3 separate regions of the Anser cygnoides genome follow, and all the other regions are linked to region 3. Evidence: chromatin contacts called from public Hi-C data. All regions are on one chromosome and are shown on one strand. Each heading gives the region's core, a stretch centred on a gene start, on an enhancer-like site or on the middle of the called end of the contact. The rest is flanking DNA. Distances are from core to core; before and after follow the strand shown. Region 1 overlaps LOC125179933 (a long non-coding RNA gene). Region 2 has its middle 55 kb from the start of LAPTM4A. Region 3 holds the start of SDC1 (syndecan 1).

Region 1 (3,658 bases), core at 1,080-3,579, 270 kb after region 3:
CACAGCCTCCCTTTCACAGAAGTCCATCAAGGGTTACTTTGGAAATAATCTTGATATCTTTCGCGATAACAAAAATTCCATTTGTTCCCAGATCCCAATCCACTGCAAACACTTCTCGCAATCTCTGAGTACTCAAAACCCTTTCAGCACTTAAACTACATACCAGCCACTGTGAGTTATCCTTAAATGTCACATGCAAATGTTTACATTAATGGAAACTAAGGTTCTGCTTCTTCTTTCTTCCTATCTTGGTCTCACAGCCACCAGATTCTTGTGCGGTTATTGTCAGCGCTCGTTAACATCAGCAGCTCTATTGTGAGCTAGAAAACCCACGATAAATGCTTCTCTGACCTGTACCTGCTTTCTGTACTTGGACGTGGGCAAGAAGTGTCAAGTTAAGCTCAGCCCACCTGCCCAAGCTGGGCAGGACATCTGCGGTTTCGTGCAGTTATTCATAGCGTGGGGAGCAGCTTCAGTGGGCAGCTTTTTTAATAATGTAATCCAGAAGTGAAAGGGTAATGTTTACCAAACCTGTTTCAAAATGGCTGATTAATCAAATAAATGGGTGTTTATTGAGGCTGTTGCTAGGTACTTACTGTTATTGAGATAATTGTATGACTCAACTAAGCCAGACAAAGAGCTCTACTGTTGCTCTAAAGTACCAACTGGCTGCAAAGTTTGGATCATGACACCAGAGCATTTTTTCTTCACAAGGCTAATCACTTGGTTCGCTTTATCCTCACATCATCCACTTTTATGGCCAGCTTCAAATGCCTTCCTTCCATTAAACCAAGAAACAAACACTGACCCTTCTGCAGAACCACTTCAACCCAGCGCAGCAGGGATGGGTTCTCATGATTGATCTGGTGACAGACCTTTTTTTCATGTCTTTTCTCTATTATATTGTTATATTCATCCCATTTTCTGTTAAGCATCTGCATAAACTGCAAGCTCCCAGCCATTCAAAGCACTTTTTTGATAAATAACTGGGGCAAGTTTTGTGGGGGGTGGTAATCTTTTATTAGACCAAGTGATAAAGATGGAAAAAGCAGGCAAGTTTTCAGGCATACAAACACTTCTTCAAGTCCAACTTGTTGCTTGAAAGCCTGTCTGCTTTTCTAGCTGTGTTTTCTGAAGGTTTTTTTTTTTTTTTTTTTTACCCGCAGTAAAAACTGTTGCCTCTCCCTTAAAGTCATGCCACACATATTCTTACCTCTCGCAGCTACAAAGACAAGGCTACTAACAAACAACAAACAGTACTTGATTAGGCAGGCTGTTAGGGAAGATTTTATGATAGAAATTACATCATACAACTCATGCCTCATATTCTCATATTTTTCTTCTGAAAAAAAAATTTGGAAGCATTATAAAAAGACAGGTACTAATGAGTATAATTATAGAAAAGTCTCCTTGCTTCTCCTCAGAGGAGAGCACGAGTACATGAAGCCTAGTGTGAGAGGAGGTTTATATCTGCAGATCTGTGGGAACGTTAAGACCACAAGCCTGCCCTCTGATTAAACTCCCTCTCACTCATTGTTTTTATTGTTTTAATGTAATAGGCTTTGTTGTTGTTGTTGTTCGTTTGTTCCAAAATAGCACATCCATGCTCTGCTGATGGTAGTTTGCGTAGCTGGGTGATACAGGGTGTTTGAAAGCATAGGGGTGTATTTACTGCAAATATCGTTCCCACCCTCCACTTGCACCAGTACAAATTCAGGATAACCCTGTCAGCAGAGGTGTTATCAACGGATTTACACCAATGCACCTGAGAGTAGTTTAACCCTGGCAATTCATATTCTGTAGCAGTTTTAGGGGTTTTTGTTTGTTTGTTTTTAATCTTTAACTAAATAACCTATGCTGCAATGAAACAACATTTCACTTGCTCAGAATTGTAATTTAATCAGAAAATCTCCCAGTGTGTGCCAGAGAGAGCACTCCTTTTTAACAGCAAGCATGCACAGCCTGGAAATGCTCAAGTTATTCAAAACACTTTGCTACCACTTTTTTACCGTAACATCCAGTCATAACCGATAGAGTGAAACCTGCCTTTTTAACAAATTCTGGGGGCAGACAGATCAAGGTCTGAGCTGGGCTTTGAACCAGGAAGCAGGCTTTGTTTGAACTGCCTACCACTTGCATTTGATTTCTTGAATTAATGTTTTACCTGTAATAGGCAGTGTTTTCACTGAAGGCAGAGAGCAATCCTACTGCTCATTTAGCACCTTCTACATTCCCAGATACGTTATTGAAAAAAAAATGTAATGCCTAAGGTGCTTTTTTTGCTTTTACTGGTCGTGAACATAAATCACATTAAGCACGTATGTGAGTCAGGGGCCAGCATCCCAGCCAGGATCCTTTATTAACGGGTCTGCGGATATTCAGAGTGAGACGGCTGGGAGAAACATCACCAGAACAAGCCACTGAAATGAAGCAGTTTGTGAGGGACTCATGAGTGTTGGGGGAAAGTAAGTGAAGGGCGGAGCAGAAAACCCCTCCTAGATTTTGCACGTGGCCCAGGGAGAAATAAATGACAGCATGGCCCTAAGCCTCTCTGGCAGCCCCCTCCAACCTCTAGGATGTGACCTGGAGTTGTATACTGGTGCCAACAAGAGCTGCCATTTTGTCTCATCTCATCGCTCCGGGAGGTTGGGGTGATCCCACAGCTCCCCCTGGGAAAGGGGAGGATCCTTTCTGCTGAGATTGTTGATGGCAGCGAGGCGTGAAGCAGGATGGGAAAACTCGAAGTGGGTCAGGATCCAAGGTTCGATATTGATCTCATTTTCCCCAGAGGGCAGAAGGACTTTGCAAGCCGATGGCTGCCTCAGGCGATTCAAAGACTCTTCTGCAGGTGTGTGTAAAGCGTCCATTGTAGGACACAATAATAAAGTTTGTTCTAAAAAATATTTTTAATGCTAGAAAAGGTTAAAAGGCAGCAGCTCTCCATCGAAATGGCCCTTAGCTTGTCCCAGATCTGGGCCAGCTCAGGTCCTTGCTGCGACCTTCTCATAGACCCTCATTGCACGTCCCTGCGGTCGGGAGGAGCAACCACCAGCACCTCTCTCATTCACAGTTGCAGCTTTGGCTAGGAGAGAAAACGGGAGGGTTTTCTTACATAAATTTATGCTAGAATTTATGTTAGGAGGACTAAATATATGCAGTCCTCCTCACCCAGTGGCTGCTACTGACCTTCTTTGACAATGCAATTTACGGGCACGTTCAGCAGCAACAACTTCCCCTCAAAACACTTCTGGCAGAGAATTGAATTTTTAATTAAATTGCTATTATTTTTAAAGCTTGATTTCCATTACATTGCATTTCACTGAAAGCTATGGGAAGCATATTGGCAGAGGGTGTCTATATACTGAAAATACTTCATGTTTCAGCCCCTCAGTGCTTGAGAAAAAACAGCATACATCAGTTTATTCCTGTTTTATATTCCCAAGGTCAGCATTATTTTTCCCCCTGTTTGCAGACATTTATTTCATGGAACACCCCAGATCTCCCAGCTGGAAAGGAGCGAGCTCCTCTCCCTGTCTTCTGACCATCGGGGCGAGCCGAGCAGTGCTGAGGCTGCTCTGCGCATGTGCTGAATGCTTACATTCGCCTCCTGTACGCAGCCAGCCAGACCTTGCTCACCGCCTGGAAATCCTCAAAAGCT
Region 2 (3,610 bases), core at 346-2,845, 320 kb after region 3:
AACAATGATGATGGCTTCAATACAATGCTGCATGGTTCCTGCCCCAGGGGACTGTACCTCTACCAAATGGCCAAAAGTGAATGGTGTGCAAACAGGAGGGTGAGCTAAACAAATCCTGTAGGTAGTGAACCCCCATGAAGGTGATGGAAAGGGGTGGCGGTGCAGCCCAAACCAGATGTTTAGATGTCTGAAATGTGGGCAGAACTGCTCCCGTGAGTGCCTCTCCTGACTGTCGAGGAATGTCCACCAGCAGTTCAGGTGCAGGAGCCCACCCTGCAGGCATCAGCACTTCAGTGTGTCTCTGATGCCCAAGAAAAGGGATATGTGCTCAGATATAGGGGGGATCACAATACAGAGGAAGGAAAGGAAACACAAGGAACACGTGTGAAAAAGATGAGGAAAGCACATGGCATGAGATGTCAGGTGCATTGCATTCAGGATGATGATTTTTAAAAACCAAAACAATGCAAACACAAAAATCCTGCCCTGGGTGTGTGGGTGACAAGGCCTCCCTCCTCCCTCAGGTGGAAATGAGGTTTTGGGACTTCGCAGTATCAGGCTGGGAGTTTCATTGGAGCTTTGTGTAGGTTCATCATGAAGTCCTCCTATTTAAATCTGTTTCTTTATCACCAGAAGAGCCATTCTGGGCAAATCCTCTGCTACTTCCTTGTGTAAATGAGTGTGATGAGCTCACTCATGTGCATGGGTCCTGTATTGCTTAAAGACGGACAATGTAGGGGAATAAAAGTAGTACTACAGCCATATCTTTCTCAGATTCTCATTTCCTGATTTCTCTTTGCTATCTACGTGGGAGGAAAGCAAGTGAGATCTTCGTCCTTTCTGGCTGTGAGGCAACTAGTTTCTCCTTTTAATTGTGATGTTTTTTTTTTGTTTGTTTGTTTTTTCCATGAATGGTTTAACCTCTACCCAGGTTGTCCTCAGCATCTCCCATGGCTTCTCAAAATTTTTGAGAAATGCAATGTGTTATCCCTGCAGGGGCTCCCGATCTCCCACATTGTGCTACCTCTGGAGAATACTCCCATGGAGATAACTGTGATATCAAGTGGTTTTGTAAATCATAGAGGCTCTAAGCAAGCATGCTCACTGCCAGTCCCCATTGCATCGCCATGAGGACGGACAGACAGACAGCCCGTTGCCCCTGCCGAAACTCTCCCAAGGGATAAAGGTGTCGGTCCCCACTGCCCCAGCATGGCAGCTTTGTGGGGAGCAGCTGATTCATTCACCGCCTCTGGGGCTGCTTCTTTCCTTCGTGGAATGTGAAAGGAAAAAGAAATCACCCCACACACCCTCACAGCAATTAGGGAAGGTAAAACGTTTCCCCCCAAAATCTTCTTTAACTGAAGATTTCAGTTAATCTGCACCAAAATGACTTGCTAGAACATGTATATCCCCTTTGGCGGGGAAAAATGGGGGAGATTTTTGCTTAATTCAGGAAATATTTATTCTGCCAAGGTAGCTTAGTAGGTCAGGGACAGGGACCTTGGACTAGAACAGAATTCACATAACATTTCCACAAAGAGCTGGACATTAGGACAGAGGCTCGACCTTTAGTCTGCCTTGTGGTGCTGAGTATACAAAAAAACATTTCCTGTTAGTGTGTGGTTGAATGAATAATTAGAGGGAAACTTTTTGGCTTGGGTTGAACCAGAAAAGAGAAATTTGGGGTTTTCTGGAGAAATACTTTTATCACCATCTAAAATATATTTGCTCTAAACCAAAATATTTTAAGACTCTTGCAGGAGATAGAGCTTAACTATCTAAAAAGCTTTCTTTTGTAAGTTTAGGACAATTTCAAAATTCAAGATGCCTTCTTGTAATGAAAATAGAAAAGTTATGTTTGGCAAATGCCAGGAAGAAATACCGAAGTAAAATTAAAAAATAAAAATATCCTCCAATTTGAGGGTCAATACTTTTGGCCAAACTCAACTCAGATCTGTAAATAGATTTTTTTTTTCCCCAAAGCATATTTTTTCCCCTAGAACAAAAAGGTAAAATGCTGCTATAGGGAAAAAAAAAAATAAAAGTGCTATTTACAAAATTAACAGTGAAATGCTCTCCACATCTGGATTTGGGACCTGGACTCTTTGGCTATTCCAGAGTAGGTGAGGGGATTCTCCCTCACTTTTTTTTCCATCTCTAAAATTTGTGGTTCCCTCCTGTGATGAAAGAAGAAATCAGTTTTTCAGTCAGAGCTCTTGCCAGCTGTGCCCTGTCTCCCAGGAGGAGTGAACTCGATTGCAAACCTGATTTGCCACTAAATTAATCTGACCAAGGTGAAGGAGCAGTTTATGAACAGGAACACTGCCAGCAAACCCACGAGCACTTCCCAGTCCTCTGGCATCTCACCAGGCTGCTGAAAGTGCCAATCTAAGACATGTGGCACGGTCTCTTGTGGACTAATTCCTGGGGAATTAAAGCCAAAATTATCTTCCAGATTTCAGTTTCTTGCTGTCCAAGTGAGAGAAAGAAAGAAAAAAAAACACAATAATAAAGAAAAGACTTCGGGTGAGCTAAACACCAGGGGAGGTACCTGTAGGTAAACATGTCTTTAATTTCTTGAGCTGGAGATCAGTTACACTATCGTGAGTAATATCAGCAGGTTTATTGCTGTTTCACCACTTCTGCAGACTCAGGACAGCAAGCCAAAATCGTTGCCTTTATCTGTTCTGCCTGTTTGCTCTTGTGAAAAGCGAGGGACAGGTTTTCAAGTGGGACAGGTTTTTGAGGGCTCGTTGTCAACAGCTGCAACTGCTTTCGGCACAGCTCACACCCAAAGGCAGGTCAGCGAACATTATTCTCACCTCCCTTGGAAATGTACTGAGAAGCGATGGAGATGGGATTTTATGTAATGCGGAGATCTGGTACAGCTTTCTGTGGGCAATTTACTGGGCCTTGTGATTTAGACCTGCATGAAGAAGCAAGGTTACTTTATTAAACGCATACTCCTGCCTCTGCAGAATCACTGAAACAAAAAGTTTTGCCTGACCTCTGCATCAGACGTGCTGTTTTCAGTGGCAGCACGATGCACTGATGCACATGGGAACGCAAGTTTCACAGCCAGTGCATGTGTCATAAATTTAGACAAAAATCAGCTTTCCCTATGCTTACGGCTCTTACCATGCATAAGGTCATATTTTCAGGTTTTCTAATAATTCCCTTCTGTGGGCAGAAGCTTTATTGCCCACAGAATAAATACTATGAAACTGAAATAAATGTCAAGGGAACGCTGGCCTCAATACAAACTACCTACGTTCTGGCTCCTTAGCTGGTACCTTGCTTGTATAATGACGGCTGAGTCAGAGTGTGACCCCGAATGCTCGGTCATTACCTCCCGGGTGTCGTGGGGGAAGCTGAGGCTCATCTCCCCAGCCGCTAATTCTCCCAAGCGCGTAGCGAAGTATAGCACACAAAAGGGCAGGACTAAGCTTTACATCATTTTTTTTAATTCAACGACTCATTCATTCAAATAAGATTTACGAAGACATTATGCAACTTGGCTGCACGCAGTCATCAGGGGTGTGTAACAAATATCTGATTTGCAGGCGGGGAGATGTAATTGGATGTAGATCATCTTATGACCATAGCCAGA
Region 3 (3,380 bases), core at 45-2,544:
CGGCGCCATCTTCTCCCCAGCAGCCCCAGCATGGGGGAGCGGAACATGGCGGCCACGGCCCCACTGAGGGAAAGGCGGCATGGCAGGGGTTGTTCAGAGGAACGCTGCACGCGTAATGTAAGAGAGAGGGAAAGAAAGAGAGCTAATTAAAGACACGTGATAAAATCATGAGAGTTTTAGCCACACTGAATATCCAATTAGGTCTATTAGCCTTTGGGCCACAGCTGCGGAAAGGGATCCTCAGTCTGGCAGAGGTCCTGCCGTCCCCTTCCAACACCCGCCCGAGGGCCCTGAGAGACACCAGAAGCGCTGATTGCAGCTCTTTTTTGTGTGCCCCCCCCCTTTCATCCTAGGACAGCACGGCCCCATGGCCACTAGCTTGGCCGTGTCCCTCCTCCACCCCGACCACCCCACAGGCACGCGGTGCCCACTGACAGTGCCACCAACGTGCACTCCCAGCAGCAGCACTAGCTCTTAAAAAGTGTTTTTAATTCTTTCCTTTTTTTTTTTTTTTCTTTTAAAGCCTGCGCAGACATTTGCTTGCATTGTTTATAGCCAACACTCCAGCATGTGCTGGCACACACACACAAAGGCAAAAAGAAAAACAACCCGACAACTGAATGGACTGGGAGCAAACAGGAACTGCAGCCCCGGCCGTGCGAGCGGGGTAATAAAACTCGGCCCGTGCTGTATTTTGTGCAGGATTTTTTTTTTTTTTTTGTATTTTATTGCCTGCTCCATTTGCACTATCTACGGCGAGACGTGCAAAGAGCGCAGGAGAGCGCTCAAGTTGCTTTTAACTCCGGAGGGCACAGCCAGGCAGGAAGGGGCTTCTTTGAAAGCAGCCCCTTCGTGCCGCAGACCCGAAGCAGCATTTTTTTAAACTCGATTTTACCCCTTTGGAAACCCCTGTCCCAGCACCAGCAGCACGGCCCATTCCCCACTTCTTTCTGAGGAAAACAAAAGGGGGGGGGGGGGGGGGGGTTGTTCAACAGCATCGTTCCCACAGCGGGAAGGGAAGGGAGGGCTTTCCAACTTCTCCTTATTTTTAGCCAGGAGGAAGGAAGCTCGGCCGGAGCACGGCGGCGGAGGAAATCGGGGAAGGGCGACGCGAGGGGAGCAGCGGCTCCGGGCAGGGGGGGACCGGCGGAGGGCGGCCGGGGGCTGGCGGCGCAGGTAGCGCGGGGGCGGGCAGGGCCGGGCCGGGCCGGGCCGGGCCGGGCCGGGGCAGGGCTGGGGCCGGCGCGGGGAGCCGAGGGGAGGGGAGCCGAGGGGAGGCGGAGCCGGCCGGGGGGTGGCCGTAAGGTGAAGGTTGTTGCAGTGGGTTCATTAAAAGACAGAGTTCAACTCCTCGCCGCCGCAGAGAGAGCACGAGAGCGGCTGGGGAAGGGAGGGTGAGAGAAGAAAAAAAAAAAAAAAAGAAAAGAGGAAAATATTGGAAATTCAAGAGTGAAAGCCGGCAGATTTTTCTAAAGCGTACTCCGAGAGGGGAGCCCGAGAGGAAAGGGCAGTGCCGAGCCCGGCGCGGAGGAAGGATGATCGGCGCGGCGGCCGTGTGGCTGCTGGCGCTCTGCCTGCACGCTGCCCTCCCGGTGAGCCCGGCGGCGGGGGGCTGCGGGGGCTGGGGGCTCTGCCTCGTCCGGCCGGCTCGGGGTGGTGGTTTGGGAGGGGATTCAATGGCCTTTTGTGCTGGCGGGAGCCTTAATTCAAAGCAGCCCCGCTGCTGCTGCTGCTGCTGCTCCCGACCTGCCGGCGGCTCCGCCCCGCTGCGAGGCTCCGAGCACGCCGCGGCCACCCGGGGCCCCCCCGGCCGGTCCTTCGGGGCTGGGGTGAGCCTCGCATCGGGCCCTTTGTGGCCGGGGAGGTGCCTTTGTGGACCTCTTTTTGTGCCGGGCAGCGGGTGGTGGTGCCCCGCTGGGGGGTCCGGAGCCTCCCGGGGCCGTCCCCTGCTCCCCTCTGCCCTCCCCGGCTCGGTGTGCTCTTCCTCCCAACCCCGGCGCTCCAGGAGGAGCTCCGTGCCGCGGGGAGCTCGGGGGGAGGAGGCCCTGTGGGGCTGCAGCCTCGGAAAGCCCCGGCTCCCTGCCGCAGCAGCAGCCGCCAGATGTCATCCGCGGCTAGAGGAGAGGGTGTCTGGCCCAGCGCTGCCCGACGAGGGTCTGGCCGCAGCAGCCTCAGCTCCTTGTGTAGGAGCTCTCCTGGTGGTTTGCGTGGGGTGGGAGCCCTGCTCGGCACCCCCGGGGGGCACACAGCCACCCTTTGCTTACAGGGTGAAGGGTGCTCGCTCCCCAGGTGCTCGCATGCATCGCTCGGGAGCCTTCAGCCCCGCCAAGCAGCGAAGAGCAAGCAGAACCTGAGGCTTCGTGTGGGCAGGAGCATGGGAATCAAAGCACGCTTCCCCCTTTTTTTTTTTTATTTTGTTCAGAAAGGGTATAATTGATTTGAAACTGGTCTGGAGACGATCTACAGCGGTAGTTGGATAAGGAGTGGCAGAACAAAGTGCACAGCAGGACCGAGGCTGCTCAAAATACCTGTGGCTTTGCTGCGCCGTCCTGCCTGCGGGCTCTGCCTGTAGATGTGGACATCCAGCTGGCTAGCACACATGGTAGTGAGTAGTTAGTCCATGAGGTGGCCAAAAATGACAAGCACGTGAGCGTAATCAGCCCTGCCTCGTGGGGAGAGGGCTCTGCTCCTCGCTTCTGAATGAGCTTGCTAATGAATAAAGTGGAAAAACTGCAGTTCACTTGCAGCCTCTGCAGCGCGTTTGGATAAAATCACCCAGTGATAAATGTTTCTTATTAGAAATGGTAAAGGCATGAAGTGAATGCTCGTCTGGAGTTTTCCTGTGCGTGGGGAGACGGCCTGGCTGATGCTTCGGGTTGAGGGACGTCCTGGTGAGCAACAGAGGAGTCCTCGGGGCTCTCGGTGGTGACTCAGCACTGAGGCTGGTTCCCTCCTGGGGACCACGTGGCCACCTTCCCATGTCGAAATGTCAGTGACACAGATGAGGCTGCCTTTCCCACCCAGCTGGAGCAATTAGGCTTTAGCATCAAGTGGCCGCGCTCGGTGCTGAGCGGAGAAAGCAGAGTGACCTTACGCAGTCCTTTGCATGTGGCAGGTCACGGCGTTATGGGTGCTGGCATGGGTGTGCTGGGCTCTTGGTGGTCCGGTTATGGGAGGGTGTCCCACTGCCTCTGGCACATCGCTTGACCCTTGGCTATCGCTGCAGGACTTAACTAAGCAGCAGGAACAAGAAAGTGGCCAAATGATAGCTGTTTTCTTTCTGAGCACTCTTAGGAGCAGGAATAGTTGTGGGTTCCTTTCCTTCCTCAAGATAACACTTTGCTACTCAAACATCTCATATGAGATTAAAATTCCTCTTT

What was found. Hi-C and Micro-C count contacts between places; a contact is called where the count stands out from the background.
Region 1: a Hi-C map of liver shows a contact between it and region 3, with 10 times the contacts expected there. The contact joins the enhancer-like site here to the promoter of SDC1 in region 3. A contact is called at or near these places in 2 of 7 Hi-C or Micro-C datasets (both in liver).
Region 2: a Hi-C map of liver shows a contact between it and region 3, with 2.2 times the contacts expected there. The contact joins the enhancer-like site here to the promoter of SDC1 in region 3. A contact is called at or near these places in 3 of 7 Hi-C or Micro-C datasets (granulosa cells and liver).

The regions. Positions count from the first base shown.
Region 1 is chr3:112,453,047-112,456,704 of Taihu_goose_T2T_genome, reverse strand. It overlaps LOC125179933 (a long non-coding RNA gene), which reads right to left. Exons shown (of 4, transcript XR_010830655.1): 1 at 164-3,658. Among named protein-coding and RNA genes, the nearest start is that of LAPTM4A, 110 kb to the right of the region's middle. Within about 2 kb of position 2,329, at least 2 of the 3 cell types and tissues checked have open chromatin away from gene starts, as enhancers often do. A contact at or near this core is called in liver, where this site is marked.
Region 2 is chr3:112,402,181-112,405,790 of Taihu_goose_T2T_genome, reverse strand. No RefSeq gene overlaps it. Among named protein-coding and RNA genes, the nearest start is that of LAPTM4A, 55 kb to the right of the region's middle. Within about 2 kb of position 1,595, at least 2 of the 3 cell types and tissues checked have open chromatin away from gene starts, as enhancers often do. A contact at or near this core is called in liver, where this site is marked.
Region 3 is chr3:112,719,085-112,722,464 of Taihu_goose_T2T_genome, reverse strand. It overlaps SDC1 (syndecan 1), which reads left to right and starts at 1,294. Exons shown (of 5, transcript XM_013194845.3): 1 at 1,294-1,592. The coding sequence starts at 1,536.